2 separate regions of the Hordeum vulgare genome follow, and region 1 is linked to region 2. Evidence: chromatin contacts called from public Hi-C data. All regions are on one chromosome and are shown on one strand. Each heading gives the region's core, a stretch centred on a gene start, on an enhancer-like site or on the middle of the called end of the contact. The rest is flanking DNA. Distances are from core to core; before and after follow the strand shown.

Region 1 (5,776 bases), core at 1,079-3,578, 260 kb before region 2:
TAAAATGTTAACACAATGTAAAAAAAACAGCTAGCTTAATTCATAAAAATGTTGATAGTATCAAGAAAATTGCGACATTTAAAACACTTTAACGCATTTCATATAATCTGCGTGACATTATAAAAAAATGTTAGTCAGGTATTGCAAATGTTAAATATGTACAAAAAATGTAGAAAACTATATGAAAAAACAGAAATAAAAAGCACATATTTTTACAGAGTATTTAGAAAAAGCTAAACCAGCATAATATTTTTCATTATTTATATAAAATATGTACGTTATGTATATACAAAAGTTCACGGGTTCCGGTAAAAATGTATGTGACGTTACAAAATTTGCTAATCATGTATTTCGAAAATGTTAAACATGTAGAAAATGATATTCTTCATTTATAAAAAGAATTGACAAATGTGTATAAAAAAGTACATATAGAAAACTTATATTTGCAAAAAGGAAAATCATGTAATTGAAAAATGTTACACCTGTAAAGAAAACGTTCCTTAAGAATATAAGAATGTAATCCTTATACGAAAAAGTTAGAGATTAAAATATATATTTCAGAAATGTTAAAAATGTATTAATGTATTATTAAAATTTTGATATAATATTTTTTGGCTTTTGCTACAACCAGTTACGAGAATTGTTACAACCATCCACCTTGACGATGCGTCCCGCGATGGCAACGGTGACAATATTGTTTCAACTATTGTCGGATTGTGATACAATCGGCGACGGAAATCGCTATAGCCATTCAGGTCGATGACTCGTGGCCACCATTCATGGAAAATCAGAAAAAGTTACGCCGGTTACCGCGGAAGCTACAACCGTGACCATGCTGAAATAGACGTTGGGGGACATTGCACCTTGCGATCGGCCGATGCCGCGAATGAAGCATGAGGAGGAGGAGATGAGGCGGGCGGCATTCCTACTTGCTACAATAGGGAGGGTCGCGACAAACGAGCGGCGGCCTTAAGTCGCATATGGTGCTATGATGCAGGAGGTGTGATGAACAGCGTTGAAGATGAGGGAAGCAGGAGACTGCTGCCCTCACTGGAAACGCACACGTGATGGCCGGAGGGCATGGGCGCTTGCATCGTTCGGGGCCACAGACTCGAGGATTTTTTTCGTGTGTTGACCAAACGAGGGAAGATCGTGATTGGGAAAGGAAGCATCCATAAGCTAGGGGAGCGAGATTAGAGGGCTTACGCGTGACTAGCTGGGCTTTTCGCTCGGTCGGCCGGCGCCTAGCACGATCCTTTTTATAAGGGTCCAATGGAGCCCCTTTTCTACCAATCCAATGGAGGTTTTTTAGGGAGTCGAATGGAACCATGTCTCGCTCTCTCAGAATCAATAAGAGAGACACAACCTTTTTTGAAGACAAGCGAGACATACCTAGGAGCAACCATCTAAGGAGCGCTCCTTCGAGGGCCTTCCAAGGGTCATGGTGCGTTCTTAGTCATCGTCATGTGTCGCCTTATGGGAGCTTCCTTCAAATTTATATATTTTTTAATTTTTGCTCCTGTTTTTGGCTTTTCAGATGGGTTTTTTGTATTTTGTCGGTGTTTTGATTTTTCATAGGACTTTCTTAGCTTTTGTACAAACAAAAAATTAAAAATTGCGTGAGAAATACATTTTTGTTCTCGAGAGTCATGGTTTTGGTTCTGTAGGAGGCACGGGCATGCCTCTCGAAACAAAAAAAAAAGTTTTCTTTCTTTTTTCTTTCTCGAGAAGCATAAGTTTGCTTTAGCAGGAGACACAGATTTGCTTCCGTGAGAGGCACGAACGTGCCTCACGAAAACGAATAAACACATTTGTTTTCTTTCTCGAGAAGCACAATTTTGCTTCCATGCCTCTCGCGAAAATAAAAAAATGCATTTTTTCCGGAAGACGCGGATTTGCTTCTGCAAGAGGCATGGCCGTGTCTCTTTCGAAAACGAAAAAAACTCAAGAGGAACATTTTTTCGTTTGATTTTTTTTCTGAAAAAGAAAGTTAGTCAAAACCTATCAACATGACATCTATTTTTCAATATCTCGAAGCCAGAAATTCAATGGTGAAAACGATTCAAGATTTGAAAGCACAATCTATGAGATAAAATGTTTAGAAGTAATAAATCTATGAAATAAATAAAATTTGCAGGTTATAATAAGTAACACGGATGCAGTACGCCAACCTGAAAATATGGGAGGGACCTTTGAATAAAAAACTCTACCATTAGTGATTTCGAGCATACCTGAGCCAGTACAATCTCTACCTGGGCCGAACTGGTGTATGCACGAGGCCAGCCCGTACGCGACGTGGCCAGCGTGGGCACCGCGCACGGGCGCACCGCCCCCGAGCGCACGAGCCGTCTTCTGACCCGGCGAGCACACGCCGCGATCTCGACTCAAGCAACGCAGGCCAGACCAAAACCATGGCGGCCAACCACCACCTCCGCCGGCTCGCCTCCGCGTCCGCCCCCGCTCTCTCCCGCCTCTCCAAGCCGGCCCCCTCGCCGCTCCTCCGCTCCGCGTTCTCCAGCTCCGCCTCCCCCGCGGATCAGCCGCCGGCCGCTGCGGCCCAGAAGGGCGAAGCCCAGAGCGCCGTGAAGGAGGCAGACGAGGCGCAGGGCGGTGGTGGTTCCGGCGCCACGAAGGCTGCGGAGGAGGATGACGGCGGCCTGGACATAAACGAGGCCACGGGCGAGATCGGCGGCCCGCGCGGGCCCGAGCCCACCCGCTACGGCGACTGGGAGCGCGGCGGCCGCTGCTCCGATTTCTGAGGGTAAGCTTTCTCCTGGATCCCTGCTACTTTGTACTCGTAAGGATGGCATGGCGGTGGTCGTGTGTCCATGTTACTCTGTTTGGGGAATAAGTTCAGACATCTGGCTCTTGTACTGAACAACGGTTCTTAAGTTTCAGAGTACTATACCATCTTCGCATGTAATCTTGTAAGGTTCTCTGCATGAAATTGATCTGGAAGGAGATGAAGTGGGAACTTGGATTGGAGTGACTGCTGGCTGTATCTTGAATTAGGCATGCTTTCAGTCAGAGTGTAGCGACTCGAGGATGAACTCTGAGTAGGGAACATTATATGATGGCGAGTTGATGTTAGAGATTGAGAGCAGTCATCTCGTAGGATTGGGGTTGCAGTGAAATGCATTTTGTTTAGCATGAACCACCCTTTCTATATAGGACAATTGAATATGAAACGGCGGTAGCCTGAAACTTCTGTTTTTGAAGAACAACCTTGACCCATCTTTTTTTGAAGAACAACCCCAAGCCAACTTTTTTCAGAACAACCTTGAGCCGTCTTTTATCCCAGGTCAACATTGAGCCATCCTATTAAAAGAAAACATTTCCAGTACAGTTGTATTGAAGCTACCTAGGGGTAGCATGTGCCGAAGGATGTAGGATTCTGCCATGCTTGCAAGGTTTTCTAAAAGGGAAATGGCATGGTCATATTTTTGGTTTCCCCTTATCTGTTTTCCCTGAGTGCTGCTTGACCATATCAATTTTGGTCTCCTCTGTTCAGAATTTCTTCTTCTATTAAACTAGCTAATCGAGTTAGTTCATTCTTAATAACTTTTGATTGCACCATAGTTTGGCTTGTCTGGTTTAGCTCATTTTTGTACTTATTCTAGATTGCGGGTAGCTCATGAGAATGGCGTTTTGGCACCCGGCCTCCATGGAGGCTGGAATTTTTGAAAAAAATACAAAATTCGAAATTTTTGGTTTTTAAAAGTCTAAAAAAAACTGTACAACTAAACAAGGGTGTGATTCGTGTGTGTGTGTGAAATTTCAGGCCGAAATACTTTGGAACGCAACCTGTACAAAAAAGACAAATTCATGGTCCGGAAGGATGAATACTATCATGCGTTAAAATGCCTTAGATTTGTCTTTTTGCATAGCCCTCATTTGAACGTACTCCCTCTGTTCCTAAATATAAGTCTTTAAAAAAGTTTCATTACTGGACTACATACGGATGTATATAGACATACTTTAGAATGTAGATTCACTCATTTTGCTCCGTATGTAGACTACTAGTAAAATATCTTAAAAGACTTATATTTAGGAACGGAGGGAGTATTTATTTCTAAAAATTTAAACACTTATGCATTATACTTTCATCTATGTATTTTTTTTCAGAATTTTTTGAAATATTAAAATATGAATAAAAGCCCTCAGTGTGCTTCTGCATGTCCAACATTTCACATGATACAACACGGTGGCAGAAAAAGGACAATCCGTCCGGATGTACGTAATAGTTTCCGGTGCCCCAGGACACACCTGACATCCCTCGAATGGCCAGCATCTGCCATGAGCCACGCCACGCGAAGTGCTCATTTGGGCCTAGCATGTGCCATCTATCTTTGCAGGGAAGAATATTTGATCTCAGCTTGGTTTCCACCCTAGTTTTTCCTTCCCTACCGGTCTATTTTAATGTTTCCTAAACCAAATGAAATGGAAGTTGTAGTTTAGTCCTCCCAAGTCGTCGTCTCCATCTCCATCATTTGCATCTCGACTTCCCTCCAAATATCTGGAGAAAGAAGCATACAAAAGACTAAACATGCATAAGCTACAATAAACCTCAAAGGTTGCTCAAGCCGTTGCTTTGTCGTCATACTGTTGGAAAAGAATACCAAGAGAACACTGGGATAAAACTGGAAAATCATACACTAAAATAGAACTAGCACCAACGGCAAGACAAACCAAGGCACCTCAGCAATCTACGTTTGTGCTCTCCTAGATTTCGTCTGGAATAAACCGTTGGATCAAGCATCATTCAGGAAGGCCTTGTACAATGCAAGATGCTTAGGGAAAATGTTTAGAGAAATAAATCAGGTTTTTTAAACATCGGTATTTATTTATCCAGGATAGACGTTTAGTTAGGCGTCTCTTCCGTAGAAATAAGCACCATGCTTCAGAAAAATCCAGTTTATTTTTCTAAACACCTCCTTAAACATCTAGCATTATACAAGGCCTGAGACAAGTGCAGAGCAGGGAAGCTTTTATTTTGGGCAATGTTGCCTCCATGGCTCCATCACTAGAGCACCACAGCACACATGAACTGCACACTGAGCGCCGCCTTGCCTTATATTGTCTCGAGCCTCGACAGTCGATCGTCGGGTAAGGAATCCCCTGCCGCCACCTGAGTGTAACTCCGCGCCATTGCAACCGTCGGCGTACTTCTTGAAGAAAGCGTGCGAGTTTGTGTCTGCCTACTTCCACTTGCCCCGGCGTACTTCTTGAAGTAAGTCAGTACTTCACCACGGCTTGACCCGCAACTGTCAGGGTGATGGGTTCCACCGCACACTTCTACTCGAGCAGTCGGTTGGCCAACAATGAACGAGGAAGTAGGGTACATTTTGGAAAGGGGAATACATTAATATCATGAAGATATCAATTGCACTCAAATCTCTGCATCAACAAGTTATCTCAAAGACATCTAGGATATACACAGTCTGAAAAGAAAAGAAAAAAGAAAGACATCATCACAGTGAGCAACTCCTTTCAGCAGCAGCACATAAACCACTACCAAAGACAACACCCGAAAAACATAAAATGGTCTGCAAAAACGCCATCTTCAAGAAGGAAACATTGAAGAAACGTCGTCGTCGCCCGATCCAAGATCTTATGTTCTCACCATAAAGAAAGTTCGAGCTCTCAAAACAATACCTTCAGCAAGACACTTGCCATGCACAACCAATGAAGGCCAGACCTCAGACTTTCACCATGAAAGTCACGACTCGGCACCCGAGTGGCATCCCAAAAACGAAATCCTCCAGTGTTCTCGCTC
Region 2 (5,608 bases), core at 2,265-4,764:
AGATGTGCTAGTTTCAGTCCCAATTAGACACCAACTGGGACTAAAGGTCTATCTTCAGTCCCGTTTTTAGACACCAACCGGGACAACAAACAAGAAGGAAAATACTATTTCCTTACAATTTCAAGTGAATGTTAATTACTATCTTGTACACATCTTGTTTGGCTTACTCGATATTAAATGTAATTGATAAGTTATGCGTGCAGAGGTTCCACTTTATTCTGCTAGTCATTCAGGTTGACGAAGGAGTAGTACTTGTTATGGACCCGAAACATAAAGACCATAATATGTGGGGGGACCTGAGTGAAATGCTCCAGAGGTAATTTTAATGATATCATGTAATTAATAACTCACTTATTCATTTTCTTTACAGGGCAGGGTTTGGAAAAAGTTCATGAAGAAGGCTAGGGGTGAATGGGAAGAGGAACTGCAATTTCGACAACTCAATGTAAGTAGTACGTACTAGCTAGGTCCGTGCATCTCTTTGATTCAAGTGTCTATAATATTAGCATGCTTGATTATTATTTTGATTGAACTCTATTCTCATGAAGTGCTTGAGGTAGGGAGACAGGAATAATTTATGTGAATACTATGTTTGCGAGTTCATTCGCCACACAGACTGTGAGAAGGGCAGGATTTTAGAAAAACTTAGAGTACGTAAACAATATTCACAATTTTATTTTATTATCATCAATTGTGTGAGTTTCATTCATATATATTGACATCCTTCTTTAAATTCGATCGAATGGATGCGGGAAGATCTCCTATCAAAAGATTGCGTACGAGCAATTCAAAAGAAATTGACGAGATTCTTATTTGAAGAGGTCATATCTAAAACCGAAGAATGCCATCAGGAATTTGTAGGGAATTTTGGTAATTAGATATTAGGGATCGTAAGAGATATTATATTGTATATATGCATGAACGTGTAATATATGTAGTAGCATTAAATATATATACGAAAACTTGTTGTTCGATCAAACACGGAGAAAGATGTCACTTCTTTATATTCATGACGATGTTGTGCAATGGTTCATTCATTATTATATGCCGTAGCGTTGAGTTGAATGAAAAACATAGAATAAAAATAAAACCCTAAATGAAAAGGAATTCAATAGTAAACACAAAAAGAAAAGAAAAACACAAAACGAAATATGACCCGTCCTAAACCCCTCCTATAAAAAAAAAATCTAAACCCCAACGCTTAGCAATGCCTGATTCATAACACAGGCGGGACTAAAAAGAAATAGACCTTTAGTCCAAATTCTCCACTTCCAGTTGCCCAAACAGGACTAAAGACCTTTATGAACCGGACTAATGTTCCTTTTTTTTACTAGGCTGAGAGTAACTCCCATCTCGCCATAAACTTCGGGTGGCATACCGGACCAGTCCATTTTATAGCGTGGGTTCACGCTTGCTCGCTCCCTGGTGAGTTGGCAGCTGCGGTTTTTTTTTTCATTCTTCCGGTTTCCTCTTTTCCAAGGTTTATTTGAATTTTTTTATTTCTGTTTTTATTGTTTTTCATTAGTTTTGTCTATTATTTTTTTTTATTTTTCTTTAATTTTTGTTGTTATTTATTGGTTTTCACTTGTTTTTCTTCTTTGCTTTTCTTTGAGTTACTTCGTTTTTTCTCGGTTTTCTTTGTTTTTTGTGTGTTTCTCTGGTTTTCAACATTTTCATTCTTTTTGATTTGGTTTTCTTTCTTTCTTGTAATTCATTGATTTTCTTTGTTTTTTATTTTTAAGGTATTCATCGGGTTTTTCTTTCTATTTTGTATAGGACATGAACAGTTTTTATACATGATTAATATATGACATACACATGATGCTGCCTTTCACCTTGCAGTAAGCGAGGCATATGCGCACCCCTCAAGATCAAATCCAGGACAACAACTTGTTGGTGGCAAAAATGAAGCAATTGGCTGGCCTACCTGGGTGGGACTCTGTTTTATGTAACTCCATGCTAAGTATTTGCCCAGTTGGAGCTATCCTAAAGAAAGTTGGAGTAATACTACCCTTTTTCTTTGTAAAAGGGGACGCATCTATTAAAAAAATGTTCAGTAGAGATACAAAGCGTCCCTAATATAATAAAAATTATATCAAGGTCCCTAACCAGTAGCCACCGAACAATTACTATCGTCGTCAGAATGAGCGCACCGACGCGTCGATGTCGTCATTCCTCTACCGGTGCCGGTCTAACCTTATCAATGATAGTTGATAAGTCTTTGCGCACGTGCCTCGAAGGACAAGCATCTTAGAGTCATAGTCATCATCATTGAACCATTGAATCAATCCAAAGTACCTGACACGAAATCTCACAATCGAGCACGCACAAGGAGAAACCTAACCTTGCTGCCTCAAGGAGACTGTAGGAACGTTGGAGTTTTGTTGACTCCGACCAGGCGGACATGCTGAAGGAGGATTCGATCTCAAAATACCAACTCGAAGAAGAAGCACTCCCATCCGGTCAAGAGCAACACATTTGAGGATCAAAATACAACTAACCTCAACTGTTTGTTGTAGTTGAGGCACGAGGATTCTCCTCCAGGGTCGACGGAGCGGCACGCAGAGGGAAGGCAAATGCATTCACTAGTGGAGCCTACAGGGGATGAGTTTGTCCTAGCCAACACGGGAAAGGGCGGAAAAGGAAACAAAGTAATAGCATATCTCGTCTTACTCAAAAATAATAATATAGTAGCCCTGCCATTATAAGTGGACTTCTCAAAAACTAAATTGGGAGTTATACTAATAACACATCCCGTAAAGGAAAGTGTCCTTCTGCTCCCGAGCTCAAATGAGCTCGGTGAACAGTAAAATCCAGAATATCAAAAATAATTTTAAAAAAATTGATTTTATTTTGTGAACAACATTGACAAATGTTCTAAGTGAGTGAAAAAAGTAGGGTTGAAATAACATTTCTATAAGGCGTGATAAAAAAAATGATACTCTGAAAATGCCAAATATTTGCATGTACTTCAAAATTTTGTCAATGTTGTTTTTAAAAAAATCAGTTTTTTTTTTTGAATTTTACTGTTCATCAAGCTCAAATGAACTCTGGAGCAGAAACTCTGCATTCCTAAAGGAAAGTGCTACAACGCTCATAAAGTTATTGGGGCCACCCTTTCCTCCCAATTTTTGAGGATATTTTTAGTGCTCACAATCCGTATCCCATCCACATACTTTTGGCGGGAGGAACATGCCATCCTTGGGAAGAATGTAGACGATCGATCCCTAGTATTTTGAGGTATTTTTTTTTTATTTTCATGAGGCGTTTGTCCTCTCAGTTTGGTTAGAAAATTTGAGTTTATATTCAGAGAGGAAAAACGTACGATCAAATCTTTGCGTTCCAAACGAAGAAGAAAATCACAGCCTAAAAACTACTGCAATTCCATAATATCCAGCGCCGCTCGTTGCGCCGATCCAGCACAAGAGAGAAACGTTCCCATCTCCGCCCGATCACATTCCCTATAAATACCCTGCGCACGTCGACACGCAGCGCCCGTCGTCTCGTAGTCGTAGTCGTATCCTACAAGTGCAGCGCAACCACCATGACGCCTACCCGCCACCTCGCAGCGCTGGCCGCCGCCGCCGCGCTACTCTTCATGCTCGGCGGCCTGCTGGTCGCCGAGGCGGGGGCGGCGGACAACGACTGCGCCGTCGCACAGACGGCCTTCGGCGACTGCGCCGGGTACGTCGCCGGCGTGGAGAACAAGCTCTCGCCGCGCTGCTGCAGGGCGCTCGCCGACATCAGGGACATGGCGCCGACCTTCGTCCGGCAGCGCGCCCTCTGCGCGTGCATCCACAAGGAGATGGTCGCCGCCGGCAAGGTGGTCACCCGCCGCGCCGCCGCGCTCCCCGGCAGGTGCGGCGTCCGTATCTCCTTCCTCCCGACCACCCACAACTTCGACTGCTCCCGGTACGTACAGAGCTCCAAACTTTGTTCATGCGTGATGCTTCAGTAATCCTGTTCATGTTTCGTTTTCCGAAAAGTGAATGGAACAGATTAAAAAAAAAATGCTTGGCGCCTTTGCAGGATTCCGCGAGCCGATTGACGTATCGGCTTAATCATGGCGCCTAACAAAGAGCATCGAATAAGATGACTTGCAAGACTTGTGGTGGACCGATTTATGTTTCCTTTTTTTTTTCCACAAAGAGTAAGCAGTTGAATAATCTATCCAGCTTGCAACGATGTTTGTAATAAAGATCATCGCAAGTAGGACCTTTTACTCTGGAAAACAATGTTTACAAACTTAGTCCGGGTGTAACCGGTATCTTGTCCATATTAATATGTTATATAACATCCATCGTAAAATTCTAGAAAATCGGTATTAGCTCCCACTCGAGCAATTTTCGGAAGCAAATCATTTGCGCCCTGTCATACACATTCGAGGATACTGTTAAGAAGTCTCTTTCCCTACTTGACTCGTGATTGACGGCAACTTAACTTGGCAGATTTGCTTTCGTTGAATATGACTTCAACGTTAATGCAATCGCCAGGTACAGCTCCGGAAGTCCAAAACGCTACATACTGATTGCCATTAAATAAGCGCTCGTGCTAATTCTTATTCTATGAACAGAAAATGTGGCGTTATTTGCAGCTTTGTCCTTCGCTAATCATGTCCGGAGAAACTGTCAATGTTTCACTGTTGCATGCATGTCGATGTCGGAAGCAGCGAACAGTTGGTTCACATCCCGATATGAGCCTCGAAATATTTATGCTATGTGCAGCCCACATCATGCCTAGGTTTTTTTGCTTGAGAGTCAGGAGCTGGGCCTGGAGCCTATGACTCCTCCTATTTAGGCTATGTACAGTCTACTTGGGCCGGGCCATTACAGTGCGCACAGGAGCGAGGGTTAAAAACGGCAAACAAAGTTGGCGATACCAGGGATACGAACCTGCCAAGGCGCACTGATTTGCGCACGAGGAAAGCCATCACGACCAAAGTGCAATTGTGGCAGATATGCATCACCAAACTAAAGGAATTGTAGAAGTATCAGAACTAAATATCCATGAATAAATCACGATATTTTTGAAATTTCCAGAAATAATAAACTTATTTTGAAATATCCTACCTTAATTAAAAACGAACAACATTGCAAATCTCAAACAATTTTTTAAAGCACGCACAATTTCTTACAAATTTAACATTTCTGAAAAAACAAACAAATTATGAAAATCGTGAACCTTTTTCAGAAGTTTCAGAATTTTTTCTGAGATCACGAACATACTTAAGTTTTAAGAAATGGAAAATATGAACACTTTTGACATTCAGAACAGAAAAGTTCAAACAGAACATTTCTTAATGCAAACAAAATTCTATTGTACGATTTTCTGGAAATGGAAAAAAACTTTGAAATATGGGAATATTTGTTGAAATTGCGAACAAAATGTTCGAACACGAAAAAAATTTAAAGCATTAACATTTTTCTGAAATGGTCAACGAATTTTGAAAAGGAGAACAATTTTGGTAATTCCTGAACATACTTGAAACACAAATACTTCCCTGAAAATCTGATCAAATTTGAAAATCTCGAACAATTTTTGAAATTCCTAAACTTTTTCAAAACATGAATAATTTTTTAAATCATCGACAGATTTTCAAAATGAGAAC

The links. A called contact is a pair of places that touch in the nucleus more often than the background predicts.
Region 1: a Hi-C map of leaf shows a contact between it and region 2, with 2.6 times the contacts expected there. The contact joins the promoter of LOC123412796 here to the promoter of LOC123412127 in region 2. A contact is called at or near these places in 2 of 6 Hi-C or Micro-C datasets (leaf and seedling) and 1 of 1 datasets of contacts at active chromatin or transcription factors (embryo).

The regions. Positions count from the first base shown.
Region 1 is chr7H:42,093,658-42,099,433 of MorexV3_pseudomolecules_assembly, reverse strand. It overlaps LOC123412796, which reads left to right and starts at 2,328. Exons shown (of 1, transcript XM_045105739.1): 1 at 2,328-2,903. The coding sequence starts at 2,412. The coding sequence ends at 2,759.
Region 2 is chr7H:41,832,513-41,838,120 of MorexV3_pseudomolecules_assembly, reverse strand. LOC123412127 (non-specific lipid-transfer protein 1-like) reads left to right here and starts at 3,514. Exons shown (of 2, transcript XM_045105074.1): 1 at 3,514-3,912; 2 at 4,030-4,352. The coding sequence starts at 3,545. The coding sequence ends at 4,048.